2 separate regions of the Hordeum vulgare genome follow, and region 2 is linked to region 1. Evidence: chromatin contacts called from public Hi-C data. All regions are on one chromosome and are shown on one strand. Each heading gives the region's core, a stretch centred on a gene start, on an enhancer-like site or on the middle of the called end of the contact. The rest is flanking DNA. Distances are from core to core; before and after follow the strand shown.

What was found. A called contact is a pair of places that touch in the nucleus more often than the background predicts.
Region 2: a Hi-C map of leaf shows a contact between it and region 1, with 1.9 times the contacts expected there. The contact joins the promoter of LOC123439476 here to the enhancer-like site in region 1. A contact is called at or near these places in 2 of 6 Hi-C or Micro-C datasets (both in leaf).

What each region holds. Positions count from the first base shown.
Region 1 is chr3H:41,306,083-41,309,821 of MorexV3_pseudomolecules_assembly, reverse strand. No RefSeq gene overlaps it. Among protein-coding and RNA genes, the nearest start is that of LOC123442882, 19 kb to the right of the region's middle. Within about 2 kb of position 1,976, at least 1 of the 3 cell types and tissues checked has open chromatin away from gene starts, as enhancers often do. A contact at or near this core is called in leaf, where this site is marked.
Region 2 is chr3H:41,394,048-41,398,428 of MorexV3_pseudomolecules_assembly, reverse strand. LOC123439476 (putative transcription factor bHLH041) reads left to right here and starts at 2,947. Exons shown (of 5, transcript XM_045116188.1): 1 at 2,947-3,195; 2 at 3,414-3,507; 3 at 3,619-4,251; 4 at 4,359-4,381. The coding sequence starts at 3,110.

The DNA of each region.
Region 1 (3,739 bases), core at 727-3,226:
ATCTAATCCTGTCATCCAAACACCTCTTTGATTAAAGTTAGTGTAAGGTTAGTTTAGGGTTAGAATTTAACTCTAACATTTAATCGAGTTAGAGTATCCAAACATAGCCAACAACCTTGACAAGCTTGATAGTGACGAGGACGAGGGCTAGGCAACCTCAGACTAGTAAATACTCCCTCTGCCCTAAAATAAATGATGCAACTTTGTACTAACTTTAATATAAAACTAGCAAAAGAACTCGTGCGTTGCAACGGTAGCAAACCATACAACACGTCTTAACCTAATAATCATGACTTGAGACCTTATTTTAAACTTACTGCATAAATAGAATTTAAAAATTCTTAAATAAGTAAAATAACATCATATTTAGATTGTACGCATCACTATAGATTCAAATTACATTATAAATAAAAATTTAAAAAATTAAATAGGTAAGATACATTATATTTCGATTCAACACATTTTTTAGAGTTACACTTTAAAAGATATAATTTTTTAAAATATTTGTTAATTATAATTGGACCGCGGATTCATTAACAACATGCATCGGCCTCGTTATGAAAAAATGGATTGTACGCTATTGATTAAAATTACAGCATAAATATAATTTTAAAATTGTTAAATAGAGAAAATAGCATTATATTTAGATTGTGCGCATCACTATTGATTAAAATTACATTACAAACAGAATTTTAAATAAATAAATAGATAAACTAACATTATATCCAGATTCTACATATTTTTCTAATAAAATTTCATATATAATAATGTAAAATTTGAGTTACCGTTTAAAAGATATGATTTTTTAAAGTATTTTGCACTTATAATTGAACTACAGATTAATTAATTAAAATTGTAGGGGTCTTTTCAAAAACATACGGAAACGATTGTTTTTTTACTCAAGTATGTACTGCGGGTTTATTTTATGAAAATTGAAGGATGTTTCTACAAAAATTCCAAAAAGCTATTCGTTCTCTCACTAAATTATGTACTGCGGGTTTGATTTCGGAGAATCAGAGGGGGTTTCCTATAAACATAAAAAAACGATTCGTTTTTCATTTAAATCCGGACTGTGGGTTGATTTCAGGAAATTCTAGGGGGTTTTCTGCAAAACGACCACGACAGACAACAGAAGCACTCCATGCTTTATTATTAGGAAGAGATTAGTATAAAGTTGGATCATTTATTTTAGGACGGACGGAGTACTACATAGCTAGCAATGTTGAATAATGACATTATGTATGTTTAGTATTTTGCAAATGGCGTTTAATGATATATCTAGTTTTATTCATTGTTTGAATGACCAAAATTGAAACAAGACATTTTCAACCAAATAAGAAAACAATCAAATAAAAAATGAAGGTTGTGGTTTGGTGTTTACGCAGACCTGACAACCTTCAAAAATTATGAAGCACATACAAACTTGACTTTCTTTTGTACTAGAATATAAATTTTTATGAAAAAACATAGCGTTGACTTTATGGCAAATAAATTCACATTTTTTGAATGAAATTTTGTCTTATTTGAAGAAAAAAAGTCAAGGTTTTTTTTTTCTTTTTGTGAAATTTTCTTCACAAGTACAACAAAAGGTCATGTTTATTTCAAAAATATTTTCAGTTTTTTTAAGAAATTATTGAATTACTTTTTTTTTACATATGTGGTGTAGATACACCCATAGGCCAAACGTCGGCCTCCAGCACATACAACTTTTGACAACTGCTAGAGTTGCTCCAACATATATACACAAGCATACATTGACCTACCTGTGCAGTTTTGACTTGCTTTATCAACCGTTCCCAACGATAGGAACAAACTGAAAAAAATGATGATACCCGTGAACCATCCAACGTCAGCTTCATCAAACGTTCTTAATAATGCCTAAAAGTACGGATAAAATCCACCCTGACAATGACAACTGAGCAGCCTGCCACAAGAGCACCAACACCTGTTTAAAAAAACCATCAGCTTTTTCTTTATTTATGAAAAAAAGCATCAGCTGACAAGTAAGTACATTACAGTACAACCGAGCGATCAAAGGAAATGCATGCATGCCCTTTATTTTATGTTATCTTTCGAGAGGAAAAAGAAAAGTTCATGTCTGGGACCGGAAATCCTGCCTTCTCAGCTGGGTGGGAAATACTTTTCTCCTACACTAATACTCATCACATGGATGGATAAGATACGCTAGGCTTGACCAAGACTCTTCATCGCATGCATCCATTCTGTGTAGAATATATAGGAATATTGACTGCCCGGCCAAGAGAATGCAGAGACTAATAATCGGTAACTGCAAGTAGTGGAGGCTAATCACCTTTCACCACAGGATCGATACCTCTTCATAATAAAAGGTAGGATGGTCATATTTACGTATACGCTGTATTTTTTTTTCATATGCACAAATACTGAGGCTTGTTCATGTTTTCTCTATTTTTTAAATAGTCAAAAAAGAATGCGAGTAGCAAGATTCAAACCATACACCTTTTGATATTATCAAAGCTGCACTAACCAACTGGTCAACAAGACAACATGTGTTGCACATGTTTTTTAATCTAATAAACAACACCGGAAACACAGTATTCTTTGTTTTGTTTCCTTTTTCTATTTATTTTTTCCTTTTCCTTTTTTTATTTTCTTTTACTTTCTAAATGCGTTAGCTTTTTAAACAAGCACACGTTGTGACACGTCTGACAAACGTTTTTTCGTCTTTTCGCATGGAAAATCATAGAAAATGCATAAAATATCAGAAATTTAAAACATTTGGCATGCCTCCTTGTGATGATCGTTACGACGTGTGAAAAAAAAATTGATCGGTTTCATGAGTTGAAAAAACATCATCGCATTATTTTGAAAATTGATGAACTATTACTTACACTATAATTTTGGTATTGTAAACCCTAAAACCTAAATTGTTGGGAAGTTGTTAACAACTTTGCAAAATGTGCAGAAATTTTTAAAAATTTCATACTTATTTTTAATTCTAAAATTGTGCACAAACTAAAATTGGATCCGTTTTCATGACTCTGAGTAACATCATCACATTATAACACCCCTTTCGTCTGTACCGACATCCATGTGTTTCACATAATGTACATGCATACGTTTATCAAATTGATTCAACTTTTGCCAGCAAGTGAGAATGAACGTACAAATGACCAACGCAAAATTTAAATGAAATCGGATACTAAACGCACATTATGTCACGTCCGACAACGGTTTTTCCATGTTTTCGCATCGAAAACTGTAGAAAATGTGCGGAATGTCGGAAATTAAAACAATTTGGCGTGTCTCCTTCTGATGATCATTAGGGCATGTGAAAAAAAATTGAATCCATTTCATGAGTCGGAGTAACATCATCGCATTATAACATTTTTTCCGTGCTTACCGCCATCCGTGGATTCACATGATATACATGCATATATTTATTAAACGCACGTTGCGTCACGCTCGACAACTGTTTTTCTATGTTTTCGCATTTGAAATCATAAAAAATGCATAGAATGTCAGAAATTCAAAAAACAATGATGTGCCGCCTTGTGATGACCAGTAGGGCGTGTGAAAAAAATTTGGGTCCGTTTCATGAGTCAGCGTAACATCATCGCATCATCGTATTAAGTGAACAAAGATATTGAAGAAGATAGTGAAAAAAAATGGGTCTGCTTCATTGTTTATTTATACAAAGAGTTTATGTGTGTATTAATAGAATGTTTATCATACATTCTAAAAAACTCTCCGCATATTA
Region 2 (4,381 bases), core at 1,698-4,197, 88 kb before region 1:
GATGACATCTCCGCCTCCTTGATCCAGCGAGCGTGGGAGGAGTAGTAGATGAGTTCTCTGGCAGCACGACAACGTGGTGATGGTGGTGGTGGAGCAATCATAGCAGTGCTTCACCAAGCGATGCCACATATGTGATCGGAGGAAAAAACGGGGTAGGGACAGAAGAAGGGAGCCGACAAAGGCTTTGGTGTGTTGGTTGCCTCCCTCTACCTCTCTAATTATAGGAGGAAGGGGTAGGTAGGGCACAGACTTGGCCCCTCCTCCAAGGGAGGGCTGGTTGGCCAAGTGGGATGAGTCCACCTCCCACGAGGACGGTAGGCGCCCTAGGGGAGGTGTCCCTCCTCCTCAAGGAACCTCCCCACCTACCACCAGGCGCATGGGACTTTAGGGGTGAGGCACCCAGCCCATCAGGGCTGGTGTGCCTCACTCTTCAGCCCATGTGGTCCCTCAGGGTGGCTGGACTCCCTCAATGGACCCGCCAATCCCTTTCGACACTCCCGGTGCTATACGAGAAAAAACTTGAAACTTTTTCGGAACCCTAATACCACTTTCCTATATATAAATATTTACCTTCGGACCATTCCAGAACTCCCCGTAACATCCGGGATCTCATCTGGTTCTCCAAACAACATTCGATCACCAACATATATAACTGAACAATACTATAATGTCATCGAAAGATAAGCGTGCGGACCGTGCGGTTCGAGAACTATGCAGACATAACTGAGACATCTTCACGGTGAATAACCAATAGTCGGACTTGGTTGCCCATATTGGTTATTACATATTACATGAAGATCTTTATCGGTCAAATGATGATGCCAAGGATTCAATCAATCCCCTATGTCGTTCCCTTTGTCCAACAGTATGTTTCTTGCCCGAGATTCGTTCGTCGATATCTCCGTACCTAGTTCAATCTCATTACCGACAAGTCTCTTTACTCGTTCCGTAATACAATATCCCGTGCCAGCTCCTTAGTCACATTTCTTGCAAGCTTCTTGTGATTTTTATTACCGAGAGGGCCCACAGATACCTCTCCATCATACAGAATGAAAAATCCTAGTCTCGATCCGTGCCAATCCAACAGACACAATCAGAGATATCCGTAGAGCATCCTTATGATCACCCAGTTGAGTTGTGACGTTTGATACACACAAGGCAATCCTCCGGTGTTAGGGGGTTGCATGATCTCATGGTCTTAGGAACAGATACTGGACATGTAGAAAGCAATATCAATAAACTAAATGATACAATTACATGTTATACTTACGGCTGGGTCTTGTGCATCACATATTCTCCTAATGATGTAATCCCGTTATCAAATGACAACTCATGTCTATGGTTAGGAAAACTTAACCATCTTTGATGAACGAGCTAGTATAGTAGAGACTTACTAGGGACACGGTGTTGTCTATGTATCCACACATGTATCTGAGTTTCCAATCAATACAATTATAGCATGGATAATAATAGATTATCATGAACGAGGAAATATAATAATAACCAATTTATTATTGCCTCTAGGGCATATTTCCAACAACACCGCCATTGCATACTCGCCCGCCTCGGTGATGAGGAGGCGGTGCTCCTGCTTCCGCTGAAGGCGGCGATCCTCGTTGCTGATTAGTCGTGGGGCATGCACGGGATTCTACGCCCGCTCGTGCGTCTGCACGTGAAGAAATTCACTTGCGATCGAGGCCGTCCAAGGCGACATGCCGCCACGTCGTACGCGCGGGCGATGTCAAATGTTCCGAGCACGAGACGTGCATCGCCAGAGCGGATCTCCGCGTAATACACGCCTGAGCGGCGGAGGCGAATGCCGCGTTATCCCGAGTTGCTCCGGGGGCATGGTAGCATGGCGGGGCGCTGGAACCGATGAGGGGAGAAGGCGCGACGACATCGGGGCGCTGGAAGAGGGGGGCGTGATGGAGGGGGAGGGAGTGGCGCTGGAAGAGGCGAGGGAAGAAGGTGCGGCGATGGCGAGGCACTGGAAGAGATGGAGGGGGAGACGTGGCGACTACGGGGCCCTAGAAGAGACGGGGGGAGAAGGCGCAACGGGAGGGAAGTTCCTAGCGGTTGGCGGGCGCAGGCGCGCGGATTTTAACTCAGCGAGTTGGGCATGGCACGACAAAACTTCCACGCGTGGTGCCGCTTTTCCCCGTGCGCGGGTCAATTTATTTCACGCATCAACTTTCCACGTGCCGTGCGGCTCTTCTACGCCAACTGGTGTTTTTTCCAACGCGTCGTAAATTTCGCGTGTCTATTGGAGATGTTATAAGATGCTGATAGTGCTCTTTCCGTTTTAAAATAAAACCATGTCATGTATATTATATGTTTTGAACTAAAACCACGTCAAGTGTTTTTGAGCGGAAAGAGTACTTAACATGAATCAATTACTCGATGATCTGAAATGCGTCGAAATAAAGATGAACTGCAAGATTTGATATCCACTCAGTATGCAATCGTGCGGAACTAAAGAAGTCAACTTCAAAGGACGTAACTATGACGTTTTTTCTTGTTGACCATAATTAAGTGTCTCACATGCATACAATCATGTTACCCCTCTTTTCTTCCGAGGACCATACACAACCATGCTGAAGCATCTGCGAAGTTACCCCATGTGCTGTGTGTATACCGGTCCAAAGAGGTGTTCAAAAGGTTTAAGTTCCATGCATGCATGCACATAATATCATCTTTATTAAGCCCGTCCGGCCCCACGCCTCGTTCGTGGATGGATCGAAAGGTGCCATATTTCAGATTTTCCGGCCAACGGTGGACCGTGGACTTTCTAAAGTCCTCCATCACTAAGGTCTCTCTCTCATCATCGATCTTGTAAGTTCGTCGACATCGTGTAGATGGCACGTGCCCCCATCTCCTGTTCCCCCAAGTCGCCATTGCTCCGGCCGCCTGCTATATATGCACGCTCGCACCGCCAGCAGAACCCCACACATTAGCTTCCTCGTGTACGGCTTGCTACTAAGCTACTATATATCTACACGTGCACATATATACGCACGGTCCCATTTCCGTCGATGAACTGAGACTCGACCGATCGAACCTACGGCGTTTAGACCAAAGTGATCGAGCATCACCTGGCCGCCCGGAATCCATGGATAGCAGCAGCTGGATCCACTACGGCGCAAACAGCGGTGCCGCCGGCGGTAACAGCGGCTTGATGTGCGGTTACGCCGCCAGGTGTGTGCATTATGCGTCCTACCTCGATCGGTTTCGGTTCATCGCGCAAAGATTTCCATCTACCTGTTGATGGATCTCAAGCACGGCGATCCTTTGAATAGCATCACTGCTGCAAGTTTGTTGGGACAATCCATGATTAGTTTTGGTTCTAGTTAGTTAAGTGCATAGACAATTACTAGCCACCTGGGATATCTGTCTGATGGATCGACTGCATGCAGCTGCGTCGCCCCTGAAGGGCTGTACAGCAGGAAGGAGGAGGAGGAGCGTCACGAGCTGCTCGTCGGCGCGCAGATTCAGCACCACCTCAACCAGGCAAGCCTCCATTGATTGATTGGTTGATTGATCGATGCATATGACGTTATGAACACTTCAACTTCCTCTGATGATAACATCGAACTGATCTTGGCACGCGCGCACCTGCAGATCAGCATGCAGATGAACATGGAAGACGAGCCAGCTGCGTACATCCTCCCTGCCGGCGACAGGGCCGCCGTGGGCATGCAGCAGTCCGTCCTAGACGAATTCGAATTCCCCCACTCGCACCACGCCGGTGGCTGCAGCTTCCCCTCCTCGTCATCCACCTCCTCCTCGTTCCGTTCCGCCTCGCTCTCTTGCAGCCCGGAGATCTCCTCGGCGAACGCCCTGCCCGCCGCCGGCCTGCAGTTCCCCGAGGTCTCCTCTCATGTACCGCCGTTGGTGCTCCCCTATGACGACGACCACCACCAGCACGCCCTGAACTTCCACGACACGGCCGCAATGGCTCCTGGCGTGATGCCGCCAAGCGCGTTCAGCCGCTACGCGCGGCACCTCGGCGCGAGGCGGAGGCCGAAGCCGGCATGCGGGCAGAAGATGTTCAAGAGGTCCATGTCCGTACTAGTCAAGATGCAAACGGCGATGAGGTACAGCCATCAGCAGCACCACTTCCAGCAAGCGTCGGCTGAGGCAGAGCTGTCGTCGGTGAACCAGCTGCAGCACATGATCTCCGAGCGCAAGCGCCGGGAGAAGCTCAACGACAGCTTCCAGGCTCTCAAGACCGTCCTTCCTCCCGGCTCCAAGGTACGTACCCATAATTTTGATACATGCACATTTCTCCGAGGAGAGCACTAGGCACGGCAGTAGCACGTCCTTTGACTAAGCTGATGATCATCTGTCTCGCTTTACAGAAAGACAAGACGTCGATACTGAT